2 separate regions of the Sus scrofa genome follow, and region 1 is linked to region 2. Evidence: chromatin contacts called from public HiChIP or PLAC-seq data. All regions are on one chromosome and are shown on one strand. Each heading gives the region's core, a stretch centred on a gene start, on an enhancer-like site or on the middle of the called end of the contact. The rest is flanking DNA. Distances are from core to core; before and after follow the strand shown. Region 1 overlaps FAM60A (protein FAM60A). Region 2 has its middle 20 kb from the start of DENND5B.

Evidence for each region. HiChIP or PLAC-seq counts read pairs in DNA pulled down with a chosen protein or histone mark.
Region 1: a contact with region 2 is called in an H3K27ac HiChIP or PLAC-seq map of alveolar macrophages. The contact joins two enhancer-like sites. A contact is called at or near these places in 1 of 47 Hi-C or Micro-C datasets (heart right ventricle) and 1 of 2 datasets of contacts at active chromatin or transcription factors (alveolar macrophages).

The regions. Positions count from the first base shown.
Region 1 is chr5:42,933,872-42,940,653 of Sscrofa11.1, forward strand. The region is part of intron 1 of FAM60A (protein FAM60A); the gene reads left to right. Among named protein-coding and RNA genes, the nearest start is that of FAM60A, 6.8 kb to the left of the region's middle. Within about 2 kb of position 5,265, at least 9 of the 83 cell types and tissues checked have an H3K27ac peak or open chromatin away from gene starts, as enhancers often do. A contact at or near this core is called in alveolar macrophages, where this site is marked.
Region 2 is chr5:42,619,676-42,626,293 of Sscrofa11.1, forward strand. No RefSeq gene overlaps it. Among named protein-coding and RNA genes, the nearest start is that of DENND5B, 20 kb to the right of the region's middle. Within about 2 kb of position 1,501, at least 19 of the 83 cell types and tissues checked have an H3K27ac peak or open chromatin away from gene starts, as enhancers often do. A contact at or near this core is called in alveolar macrophages, where this site is marked.

The DNA of each region.
Region 1 (6,782 bases), core at 4,015-6,514, 320 kb after region 2:
TGATTTCTCCTGCATTTGGATCATATTTAAGGCTTAGAATCTGAAAGTGATCATTATGGAAAAATCATAGTATCCTTAGATGCCACACCCACACAAACCAAAACATCTACACAAATTGAAATCAGTTTTGTGCTTTCATTGTTTTGTTACAAAACACATTTTTCCCAAGTTTTGGTTGACCAAATTACAAATATCTGGAGGCTACCAATATTAGTAACAGTACATTTCTGAAGTGAATAGAAAGAACTTGTTCAGAGACTGAGAAACTTTGGATTTAATAACTTTACGCCTTCCCTTTGGGCAGTTATTTCTCTGCGTCAGATATTTAAGATGCACATGAGGTGCTTTGCAAACACACTCTTTGATTTGTTTTTCTTAGTGTTTTATAGCTGAGTTACAGCTAGAATTTCAATATCCTGGAAAATTTCAAATAAAATTTATAGATCTTAATGGGTTTAGTTTTAAATATCTCATAATTTGTGCAGCAGAGATTTGGTTTATCAAGTTAATGAGTTGAGAATGGGAAAGACACACAGACAAGGTCTCTCTTCTCCCCCCCGCCCCCCCCTCAACCCCATGACTTGAGGCAGTTCCTGGCCTGGGATCCAGCCCACACCACTACCACAGCCCTGGCCAAGCAGTGACAATGCTGGATCCTTAATGCACTGAGTCACATGGGAACTCCACTGCCTTCCCTTTTTGCATTATTTTTGCAGGAGATTGAAGATAAAAAAAGTTCAGTAGATAGTGTATTCTAGAACCTTGGTGGGCCTCAAGGCTGCTGTTGCACAGTACTATTAATTCTGTAAGTCTGGAACCTGGATGATCATTTTTTTCCCCCAGAGTTGTAATCAGGTCCTGGGAAAACCTGGCTCAGGGGGTCAAACTCAGAAAGATTTATGTCAGAAAAGCAATTTGAAAATGATTTTCCAAGTAAAATAAGTTTTTTCACCAGGGGAAGCTTAAGCTTATTTGAAATTTAAACCACTGTCGGAGTTCCTGTCATGGCGCAGTGAAAAGGAATCCGACTAGGAACCATGAGGTTGCAGGTTTGATCCTTGGTCTCCCTCATTGGGTTAAGGACTTGGTGTTGCAATGAGCTGTGGTGTAGGTCATAGACGAGGCTCGGATCTGGTGTTGCTGTGGCTGTGGCGTAGGCCAGCAGCTGTAGCTCCGATTAGACTCCTAGCCTGGAAACCTCCATATGCTGCTGGTGCCGCCCTAAAAAGAAAAAAAAGACCAAGAAAAAAAAAAAAAGAAATTTAAACCACTGTCATAAGCTATTATAAGAACAAATTTACCATGCCAGGCTCATAGTAGGTTGCTTTAAAAATACGACGTTTTCTTTTTTTCCTGAAGCAATGCTATGAATATAATTAATTGGTTGAGAAGGAAGGGAACACATGTACTGAGGCACTAGGTTAGTTCAGTCTAGGTTCCAAATTCTTGATCATCTTAGATAAGTCAGTTTGTGGCTCAGTTTTCTCATTTGCAAAAGAGTAATAATACCTAATTCATGGGGATGTAAATAAGCAAGTAATGTGCTTGGTAAATATTGACTGTAGTTGGCTAACTTTAGGGAAGCAGGCATTTTGCAGAAGACAAAACTGACGACTGGGTCAGTTTCCTTGCTATAGGAAATAATTCAGTAAATGATGAGCAGAAAGAATGTTTTTGGCTCCCTCTACCACCTTCAGAAACTGGTCCTGGGAAGGTATTACCTTCAACTCCTGATTGTCTATCTAGTTCTGATTCAAAAAGTCCTGTGGAGATCTAGAAAATGCCGTTTTCTTTCTTCCTGATTTCTCTTGTCCACAAGAGTGTCCTGGATTTTGCACACTTAGTTTTGACTGGGGGTGGTGATGGTGGTGGCGGTGTTATAAATGGAAAATATTTTGTTGTTTTTGGTTCTGCTGTTTCTCTTTTAATTAACTCTGCAGCTAATCCAAAAGAAGGGTATTTATTCTCAAGGAAGGGAAGTTTTCGTTTTGCACTAGAAAATATAGAAGTCACAGGCACATTTGCTATTACATATTCAAGTACAAAAGTTGCAGTTGGACTAAAATAATTCATTTCTAGCTTCATATTTAGTTGTTTCCACCTACTAGAAGTTTGCTTTGGCTTAAAGTTATTTTAATTTGGTTGATGTTAGTGTATGCTGAGTTTAAATAGCTCTCATTTGGAGATTCATTTCTCCCCACACTATTCTCCTAATCTCTCCTTCCTAGGTGCCTGTTTGAAATCAGCAAGAAATATTTTTTCTGCCAGTTGTTATGGCAGAGCATTGGCTTGTTTACTATTAATTTTTTTAAATTAAAGTAATTTACTTGGTTTACATTTCCTGAATTTTTTTTTCTTAGATGGCCACACCCACGGCAGATGGAAGTTCCCCAGGCCTGGGGATTGAATCAGAGCTTTAGCTGTGACCTTTGCCTCAGTAGTGACGAATCCTTTAACCCACTGCCTGTGGCAGGGATTGAACCTGAGAACCAAGCCACTGCAGTTGGGTTCTTAACCCACCGTGCCACAGTGGGAACTCCCATTTCCTAGAAATCTTTAAAGCTTAGTTTTTTCCTACAAAAGTCTGTAGACTTCAATGTTAAAGAAAAAACTGACCCCATACAAAACACCAAGTTTAATGCATATCTTTATTATGGACACTATTTCTGCTCCATCCTCTTAAATATACTGTTCAGCTATATTTTGGCTACCCCACTCTTTAGCAAGTTCCACCTGGTCCTGTGTACTATGTACAGTCAGCACCTGGTTGTAATAGAAGACTTGTTCCTGCCCTGCAGCAGTTTATCATTGTGTAGAGGAGGTAATACATTAAACAAATATGTGAAATCCTGTGTGTATTTTAGGTGTTCTGATAGAGAGATGGAAAAGTTTTGTAAAAAGATATAATTCTTAAAAAATTTCCCGGGTTAAGCATGGGGCGGGGGAAGGGTCTCAGACAGAAATAGTAGCCTAAATAGAGATGTGGCTGGTTATTAAGGTTGGTTTGACACTCCTGGAATATCAGAATTCTAAATTGGGAGGAGCTAGTAGGCAGGACCAGATCCTGAGAAGTGCTGGATTTATTGCCAGGGAGTTTGGATATTATCTTGAAGCCAGTGTTGGGCCCTTGGAAGGGATATTGATAATTGAACTTCAGGAAGATACCACCTGTTCGAAGAGCCCGGGAGTTGGTTATGACACTCTGACAGGAGTTCAAACATCATAATTAAGGACAAACAAAAGCATTGGGGATGGAAGGGACATGAACCAGAGAAGTGAAGGAAGATGCAGATTCTCTAAGGACTTCATTGTGGACATGGTGGGGGCCATGCAGAGGATAAGGGACAGCCCAGTTGGCTTTCAGATTTTTTTGCGTGACCATAGGGATAGAAACTAAGATAGGTGAACAGAGGAAGAGTATTTGGAAGAGAAGATTGTGTAATTAATTTAGGGCATTTTAAGGTTAGGGCTGCTAGTCCTTGTATTAGGTGCTTCAGAGAGCTTAAAAAACTTTCCTAAGGTTTGGGTTAAACCAGATGTGTGCTTTCTTAACATTTTTTGTCAGGCTTGAAAATGGGGAAACAGCTTCACAGAAAGGAATATGATCTCGTTTCATGAATTTAAAGTCTCCTTGAAAATCCTAAGTTCCTCTTTTCCCAAAGACCTGTTCTTAAAAGAAAACCTTCAGAAATCAGGATTCTACCCTCATTTTAATTTGTTGAGTGTGTCTTGGGACAGATAAGAGTTTATATTTCTTTTTTTTTTTGTCTTTTTGCCATTTCTTGGGCCGCTCCCGCGGCATATGGAGGTTCCCGGGCTAGGGGTCTAATCAGAGCTGTAGCTGCCAGCCTATGCCAGAGCCACAGCAACGTGGGATCCGAGCCGCGTCTGCAACCTACACCACAGCTCAGGGCAACGCCAGATCGTTAACCCATTGAGCAAGCACAGGGACCGAACCCGCAACCTCATGGTTCCTAGTCGGATTCGTTAACCACTGAGCCACGACAGGAACTCCAAGAGTTTATATTTCTACAAGATGTAAGTAATAAATTCAAGAAAATAAATGGAGTATATTTACCCAGACATTTTTCACATTCTTGCTTCACAGCATCCCTGGAAAGTAGAAGTGAGATTTCACCCTAATATTACAGAGGGACAAATAAAATTAGAAGTGACTTCCTATTCAGTTTTAAAGACAAAAGCAGAAATAGACTCCAACTCGAATCATTCTAGTGCCTTTTCTACCACAACACTCGCAATAGTTACATTTCTTAATTGATTATCATCCCTTAAAAGCAAATAAATCCTACCTCCCCAACCTTTAACTTTCTCATCCTCTGGAATGGCTCTTAATCTAGGATTGGGATACCCAGTAATTTTTTACACTATCAATTGAGAGGACCTAGTATTTTTTTTACACTAGCTGAATCTCAGAGACAGGGTTTGTGATTTTTATTTTTAACCCGTGCTATTTCAGCTGAAGACTTATTTCTGTGTTAGACTCCTTTCCTATAGGAAGAGTTGTAGGCTCTTTTACTAACGTAGATTCCATAGGCTGCACAGTTATAAATGCTTTATCATGTAATTCCTCAGAGACTGAGTACATGGTTGGAGAAGCTATTGACAAACACGTGGGGTCTACCACCTCTTTCTCAGTTTTCCTCCAGGCAAGTTTAAATTTTAAAATTTCACTTCACAAAGTGAAGAAATAAGGTAAATTCAGAACCTTTGGTGTTGGGATGTGGGCTGGTTTCTACTAGAAGCAGGCAAGAGGAAATAATAGTGTTTAATTGCTCCATGGTTTTCCCTAATTGCTGCTGAAACATGTCTCTTTGTAGGGGAATGCTGCAACCAAGTGGCCTAGCAGCAGGAGAACACAACACACTCAATTCTCTTTGACCCTTTGTGAAGAGTGTTGCTCCAGTTACACTGTTAGTGTTTCTTGGATCCTGTTCTTATATGTGATTAAAGATAGCATACCATTGACTAAAATGGTGTTGAGGGTGGCATTACCAACTACAGGCACTCAAGGTTGCTCAGTGCTTTTGATGACGAGTGTCTTTTTCATACTTCCTTTCCTTTCCCATCATCCTGCCATTTAAAATTCAGTTCTAAAGAGTACAGGCTCCTTCACTTCAGAGTTGTCTTTGGTTGCTTGGTTCCTTTTGTCTTTGTTCATCATTGCTTCCTTCCCACTCTGCAAATGTTTTGCTTATTTCTTTTCTGCAGTTTCCTTCCCATTCTGCTCTATGTCTCTTCTAATCTTACTAGTCTGTTCTGTATTCTCTTCTGTGGAATCTATTTCCTCATGTGTATCTCCTCATCTGTATGTCTTTGAGGAAGTCTGTTTAAGCTCTCTGGTCTTTTTCAGATTTCTCTTTAGTTAAGTCAAGGTATGTGATGATAACTAAAGTTTTGGGGTGTTGTGCTCTTGATTAAAAAAAAAACAGCAGTATAGAAGGAAATGAAGTGAAAGTAAGCTTCCTTCATTCTTGCACTCCTCAGAAGCACAGCTGCTACTTACTAGTTTTTCAAAGTCTATTTTAAAAAGCCAGTTTGTGTATGTAAGGTCTCATTTTAAAAACATACTGTGGGATTATATTGTATAACTATTATTCAACATGCTTATCTCACAGAACAAGAAATCTTGGATAGTTCCCTGCTGGCACATGTCATAGATCTCCTGCAGTCTTTTTAAAGGGCTGAAAGACATCATAATTTAACCAGTCTGACTCCATGGACATTGAGGTTGCTTCCAACGTCTTATATCTTTTTTTTTTTTTTTTCCCCCTAAGTCTAGGTCATTTGGTTTTTAAAAAGAAGCTGTAGCGTTTTGGTCTATGATTAGAATCTATAGGGCTTTGGTCTTTTGAAAACTAAGAACACTTTAAGAATGCTTTAATCTCCGAGATTACACGCCTAATTTGTGCATCCGAATTTTACTTTGCAAGATGGCATGGACAAGTTGTGAAATTAACTATGAAGCTGATTATCACCTTTGACATAGTTAACTTCTCTCTGTTTTTCTTTATCTAGTCCATCCAGTGGCATTTTGAGTTTTGGAGGGTAGTTTCGAATATAAGAAAAATGTTACTTTTACTAACTAGAAGTAATCTATAAAGTGGAATGGAGAGGTTATTATATTGGAGGAACTACTGGTTTCCTTTGAAGATTACCAACTAAGGTGAGCCTAATAGATATTATATTTACCATAAGAACTCCCTCCATTTTCCTAAATGTTAAAATCCCATTGTGGCTCAGCAGTAACGAACTGTGCTGGTATCCATGAGGACGTGGGTTCAATCCTGGCCTCGCCCAGTGGGTTAAGGACCAGGTGTTGCCATGAGCTGTGGTGTAGATTACAGATGTGGCTCAGATCTGGCATTGCTGTGGTGTTGGCTGGCAGCTTGGCAGCTGCAGCTCTGATTTGATCCCTAGCCTGGGAACTTCCATATACCCCAAATTCAACCCTAAAAAGCAAAAACAAAAATAAATAAGTAAATAAATAAATAAAACCCCATCCTTTTAAGATTTGAAAGACAAGAAAATACTCTAAAGAATTAAGTTTTTTACTCCCTGTATTCTAATTCCATATTAAAAATGGTATTGAAAACTCAAATTTCATTTTATTATTCTTCATACCATTTCTTATTTGGAGCTTAAAGTCAAATATTATGTTATTATTAAAAATTATAAGAAATCATCTTTAAGCTTAGAATTATTTATCAGAAAAATTTTCTTAAATAACATCCTTTCACTATTGACTTGCTGTGAAGATTTCT
Region 2 (6,618 bases), core at 251-2,750:
CTTTTCCTTTATGGATTAATTACAAAATATTGAGTAGTAGTTACTTGTTGGTTATCTATTTTCTATATAATAATGTGTTAATGTTAATGTGGGAGGATTTTTTTTTCCTCACTTGCCCACACCCAAGGCATATGGAAATCCCGGGCCAGGGACTGAATCCAGCCAGAGCTCTAACCTACACCACAGGCGGGATCCTAAACCCATTGTGCCAGATCCGGATCATTAATCCACTGTGCCACAGGGGGAACTTTACATGAGGGGGTTTCTTAATCCTTGCCACCCTTTTCCAGGATCACAGGACTCAGGTAAAATTCATCATTTTCAGGTTGCATGTTCATGCATCCTGTTTCTCCACTTGCTGTGTTTCGGATAAAGGATGAAATGTGGGCTTGAATGTGACCTGAGAGATCCTGGATCCTTCCATAGAGGCTCAGGTCTGTGAGACAGAGGGGCTGGGGAAGAGCTGGCAAAAGCGCTGGGCAAACTTGGCTGTTGAGACCATATTCATTGTATAACTTTTGCGGCTCTTGCATTTGTTCTGAACTACAAGTGCATCATTGTAAAACTTAAAGTGAGACAACATCAGTTCTGGTTGTGGCTCAGAGGGTTAAGAACCCAACTAGTATACATGAGGATACGGGTTTGATCCTTGGCCTAACTCAGCGGCTTAAGGATCTGGAGTTGCTGCAAGCTGTGATGTAGGTCACAGATGTGGCTTGTATCCCTGGCAGCAGTGGCTGTGGCATAGCTGCAGTTCTTATTGACTCCTAGCCTGGGAACTTCCATATGCCTGAGGGTGTGGCCCTAAAAAGACGAAAAAGAGGCAACATCAGCACTTGTGAAACCACACTTTAGCTGAACCCAAGTAGAGGGCTCAGCCCTATTTGCTGGTGCCTTGGGGCATCTCAGCTTGAAATGCTGCTTGGGCCCCCACCCCCTGCAGAACATACACCGCCCTCCCCACCCTGAATGTTTTCCTGGACAGCTTACTTCACTTCCCTTGTAAGGATTCCAGCCTTTCGCTGGCTTGTCAGGGCTTCCGGGCCACTTTGCACCCCGGACATCTCCCATTCATTCTTTCCTCTCCTTTCATAGCCTTTCGTTCTGCAGTGACACAGGCTTGAGGGCTGCTCATATATTCCGCCCTGGTGCAGGGCAATCTTGTAACTCAGGCAATTTGCCCTGTGTCCTGGAGGCCAACCTGGATCTGGGGTAGACCTTGAGAGGGTCCCCATGCCATGGAGGAACGTCTTTATTCACCCTCCTGCCAGGTTCTGATCAGGCAAGCTTTGATTTACTTTCCCTTTCAAGAACCAAGGGGATAAAGCTGTCAAGAACAAGCTGATGATTCGAAGTAATTCTGCAGATTTATGAAAATGTGCAAAATGCAAGCGGTGCGTGACAAGCAGCAGCCGGACGCACGCAGCCGCGACGTGGGTGCCGTGGGTCTGGCCGCGCCCCTCCCGCCGGTTCCTCTTTCCAGGAGAGACTCCCCTCCTCCCTCTGCCCTTCTAGAAAACAAAACTAAACCCTGCCAGTCTGAGAGAGAGGATGTGAATCAGAGCATCCTGTAAGTGGAAGGAACTTTCCTGACCTGTCTGATCCAACTCCCTCCTTGGGGAAAATACTTGTCTCTTCACACTGGGAAAGCTGGCTCGGGCCCTTTTTCTCTACCTCTAGGAAGGTCCTAATTGTCTATCTTCCCAGGAGTGGGCCTCCTTCCTTCCCCTGGAGGCTGTGTCGTCCAACAGAGAAGCATATTTTGTGGCTCCTCAAAGGAGAGGTGACCAAGAATTTAGACAGAAAAAGAAAAACAAGAAAAAGCAGTTAAAAAAAGAAAAAAATATCCTTGCATCCAGAGCACTAGAAGCTGAGGATTGCAGACAGAGGGTGTAGAAATAACACTCTTAAAGGGGGGCATTGATGAAATAGAGGGGTGGGGGTGGGCGAGTGTTTAGCCAGAGGAAGTTGTGAACCAATTTCTCAGAGAATTCCTGCACAGGTGGCTTTGCTACATCTTTGGCAAGTAGCCCCTCTTCCCTTCCCTACGCTCAGTCCCTATACTCACAGTGGTGCTGACTTAACCCCAGTCGCAGCTTGGCTGGCCCAGCCTAAACCAATCAGCACCTCCTCATCCCCCAGACCACCCTGACTGGTTCAGAAATGGGCACAAGACCCCAGATTGTTCAGCTGTGGAATCCCAAGATTTGTACTCAGTGCTTGGAATAATCTCTCTCTTCCTCTCTTTCAACTTGAACACGAGAGGTGGGAGCTACTGCTTCAACCAATGACTCAGAGCCTGAGAACAAAACCAGCACACAGAGGAGAGAAGAGTCAGGCAAGAAACAGAAATCTGGAGTTCCTGTTGTGACTTAGTGGTAACGAACCCAACTCATATCCATGAGGAGGGTTCGATTCCTGGCTTAGGATCTGGTGTTGCTGCGAGCTATGGTGTAGGTCGAAGATGTAGCTAGGATCTAGCGTAGTTGTGACGTAGGCTGGCAGCTGCAGCTCCCATTGGATCCCTAGCCTGGGAACGTCCATGTGCCGGGGGTACAGCCCTAAAAAAGAAACAGAGAAATTTGTCTTTTCTTCACATTGTTTGAGCCTTGAGTCAGGTCTTGCCTGAAAACAGTCCTCGATTCCATACACTGGTAGATTCCCATTCGTCTGGATCCAACCTGAATTAATTTCTATCCTGGGTACTCAGTCCTACCTGACAATATGTTTAACACATAATAGGTTTTTGGAAGGAACTATGAATTGAGCATGTGCTCATCTTTAATGTAAGGTGCAGGTGTCCGCTCATACTCAGTCCTCTCTGGTTCCTTTCTTCACATGAATTCAGAGCCTCGTGTGTTTAAATTTGAAATAAGTGAATGATAGGTGTTGGTTTTGCTTGAAGATGAGCAGGGCTAAAAGTGGGGGGAAATGGGAGTTCCCATTGTGGTGCAGCAGAAACGAATCCAACTAGGAACCATGAGGTTGTGGGTTCGATCCCTGGCCTTGCTCAGTGGGTTAAGGATCCATCATTGCTGTGAGCTGTGGTATAGGTCGCAGATGTGGCTTGGATCTGGCATTGCTGTGGCTCTGGCGTAGGCTGGCATAACAGCTCTGATTAGACCCTTAGCCTGGGAACCTCCATATGCCGCAGGTGCGGCCCTAAAAAGACAAAAGACAAAGGCAAAAAAAAAAAAAAAAAAGAGAGAAAGAAAGAAAAAAGAAAAAAAAGTGGGGGAAAACGGAAGAAGGAAGTAAAATAGAAACATTAGACTAAAAAAGCAGAGGAAGATGTCCTAACCCTAACCTACTCAGAAGAGAGCCAAAGTTGGAATTCCCTGGTGGCTCAGAGGGTTAAAGATCCATTGTTGTCACTGCTGTGACTTGAGTCACTGCTGTGGCGTTGGTTTGATTCCTGGCCTGGGAACTTCGGCATGCCATAGGTGTGGCCAGAAACAAACAAAAACAAAAACAGAAGAGAGGCAAAGTGAAATCCCTCCCAAAGAGACTGAGGCTATTGCTCTGTCTTAACTGAAGAGACAGGAATAGTTACAGAGAAAAAAAACCATTCTAAAGCTCACACCTTGAAAATCATCTAGACTTTCTAAGGCACTGCAAATTGTATAAACTGAATCCTGTTAGAAACATTTTGGAGTTCCCGTCGTGGCTCAGTGGTTAATGAATCTGACTAGGAACCATGAGGTTGCGGGTTTGATCCCTGGCCTCGCTCAGTGGGTTAAGGATCCAGTGTTGCCCTGAGCTGTGGTATAGGTCGAGGATTCGGCTTGGATCCTGCGTTGCTGTGGTGTAGGCCGGCAGCAACAGCTCCAATTAGACTCCTAGCCTGGGAACCTCCATATGCTGTGAGTGGGGCCCTAGAAAAGACCAAAAAAAAAAAAAGGAAACATTTTTTCTAGCATTTGGGAGAAAATTTTATCTTTTGACCCATGTGTTAAATACCTATTACTAGCTAACTATTGCAAAACGTAGGGCTTAACACAATCATTTATTTTACATGAGGGTTTTTTGTTTGTTTGTTTGTTTGTTTTTCTTTTTAGGGCCACAGCTGTGGCATATGGAAGTTCCCAGACTAGGGGTCAAATCGGAGCTGTAGCTGCTGGACTACACCATAGCCACAGCAATATGGGATCCAAGCTGTGTTTGCAACCTACACTACAGCTCATAGCAACACTGGATCCTTAACCCACTGAGCAGGGCCAGGGGATCAAACCCATGTCCCCATGAATACTAGTCAGGTTTGTTACTGCTGAGCCTCAAATGAGAACTCCTTTATTTTTTAAATTTTTTATTAAAATATAGTTGATTTACAATGTTCTGTCAATCTCTGCTGTACAGCAAAGTGACCTAGCCATACGTACACATACAATCTTTTTTTTTAGTACCATCTTCTATCATGTTCTAACCCAAGAGACTGGACACAGTTCCCTGTGCTGTACAGTAGGGTCATTACTTATCCTTTCTAAATGTAATTGTTTGCATCTACCAACTCCAAACTCCCTGTCAGTGCCCCTTCTCCCCCCTCCCCACCACTGGCAAACACAAGTCTGCTCTCCTTGTCCATGATCTTCTGTTCTATAGATGGGATCATCTGTGCCACATTTTAGACTCCACATATAAGTGATATCTTATGGTGTTTGTCTTTCTCTTTCTGACTTACTTCACTTAATATGAGAATCTCTAGTTGCATCCATGTTGCTGCAGGTGGCATTATTTTGTACTTTTTTATGGCTGAGTAGTGTTTCATTGTGTACATGGACATTTGGGTTGTTTCCGTGTCTTGCCTATTGTGAAAGGTGCTGCAGTGAACATAAGGGTGCATATATCTTTTTCAATGAAAGTTTTTCCTGCATAATATGCCCAGGATATATGCTGAATGGTATGGAAACTTTATATTTAGTTTTCTGAGGAATCTCCATACTGTTTTCCATAGTGGTTGTACCAATTTACATTTCCACCAACAATGAAGAAGGCTTCCCTTTTCTCCACATCCTCTCTAGCATTTATTGTTTGATGACTAATGATAGCCATTCTAACTGGTGTGAGGTGGTACCTCATTGCAGTTTTGATTTTCATTTCTCTAATAATTAGTGATGTTGAGCATTTTTTCATGTGCCTGCTGGCCATCTGTGTGTCTTTTGAGAAGTGTCTATTTAGGTCTTCTCCCCTTTTTTTGGTTAGGTTGTTTATTTTTTTGTTGTTGAGTTGTATGAGTTGTTTGTACATTTTGGAGATTAAGCCTTTGTCAGTTGCATCATTTGCAAAGATTTTCTCCCATTCTGGGGCTGTCTTTTTGTTTGTTTGTTTGTTTTTAAATGGTTTCTTTTGCTGTGTAAAACCTTTTGAGTTTAATTAGGTCCCATTTGTTTATTTGTGTCTTTATTGTCATTTTTCTAGGAGGTGGATCAAACAAGACATTGCTGTGATTTATGTCAAAGAGAATTCTGCCTATGTTTTGTTCTAGGAGTTTTATAGTATCTGGCCTTACATTTAGATCTTCAATCCATTTTGAGTTTACTTTTGTGTATGGTGTTAAGAGAATGTTCTAATTTCATTCTTTCACATGTAGCTATTCAGTTATTCCAGCACCTTTACTTATTGAAGAGACTATCTTTCCTCAACTGTATGTTCTTGTCTCCTTTGTCATAGATTAGTTGAGCATAGTTGCTTGGGTTTATTTCTGGGCTTTCTTTTTTTTTTTTTTTAGGGCTGCACCTGTGGCATATGGAGGTTACCAGGCTAAGGGTTGAATCAGAGCTGTAGCTGCTGGCCTATACCACAGACACAGCAACACCAGATCCAAGCCATGTTCGTGACCTACACCACATCTCATGGCAAGACTGGATGTTTAACCCACTGAGCGAGGCCAGGGATTGAACCTGCATCCTCACGGATCTTAGTCAAATTTGTTTACACTGTGCCACTACAGGAACTCCTATTTCTGGGCTTTCTGTCCTGTTATGTTGATCTATATTTTTGTTTTTGTGCCAGTACCATACTGTTTTGATAACTGTAGCTTTGGAAGCTACAGTCAGGGAGCTGATTGCTCCAGTTATGTTTTTTCTTTTCAATATTGCTTTGGCTATTTGGGGTCTTTTGTGTTTCCATACAAATTTTAAAATATTTTGTTCAGTTCTGTAAAGAATATCATTGGTAATTTGATAGCGATTGCATTGAATCTGTAGATTGCCCTAGGTAGTATAGTCATTTTGATAATATTTACTCTTCCAGTCCAAGAGCATGGGTATATCTTTCCATCTATTTCTGTCATCTTTGATTTCTTTCATCAGCATCTTTTTTTTTTTTTTTTTGTCTTTTTGCTATTTCTTGGGCCGCTCTCGCGGCATATGGAGGTTCCCAGGCTAGGGGTCAAATCGGAGCTGTAGCCACCGGCCTACGCCAGAGCCACAGCAACGCGGGATCCGAGCCGCGTCTGCAACCTACACCACAGCTCACGGCAACGCCGGATCGTTAACCCACTGAGCAAGGGCAGGGACCGAACCCGCAACCTCATGGTTCCTAGTCGGATTCGTTAACCACTGCGCCACGACGGGAACTCCTCTTTCATCAGCATCTTATAGTTTTCAGAGTACAGGTCTT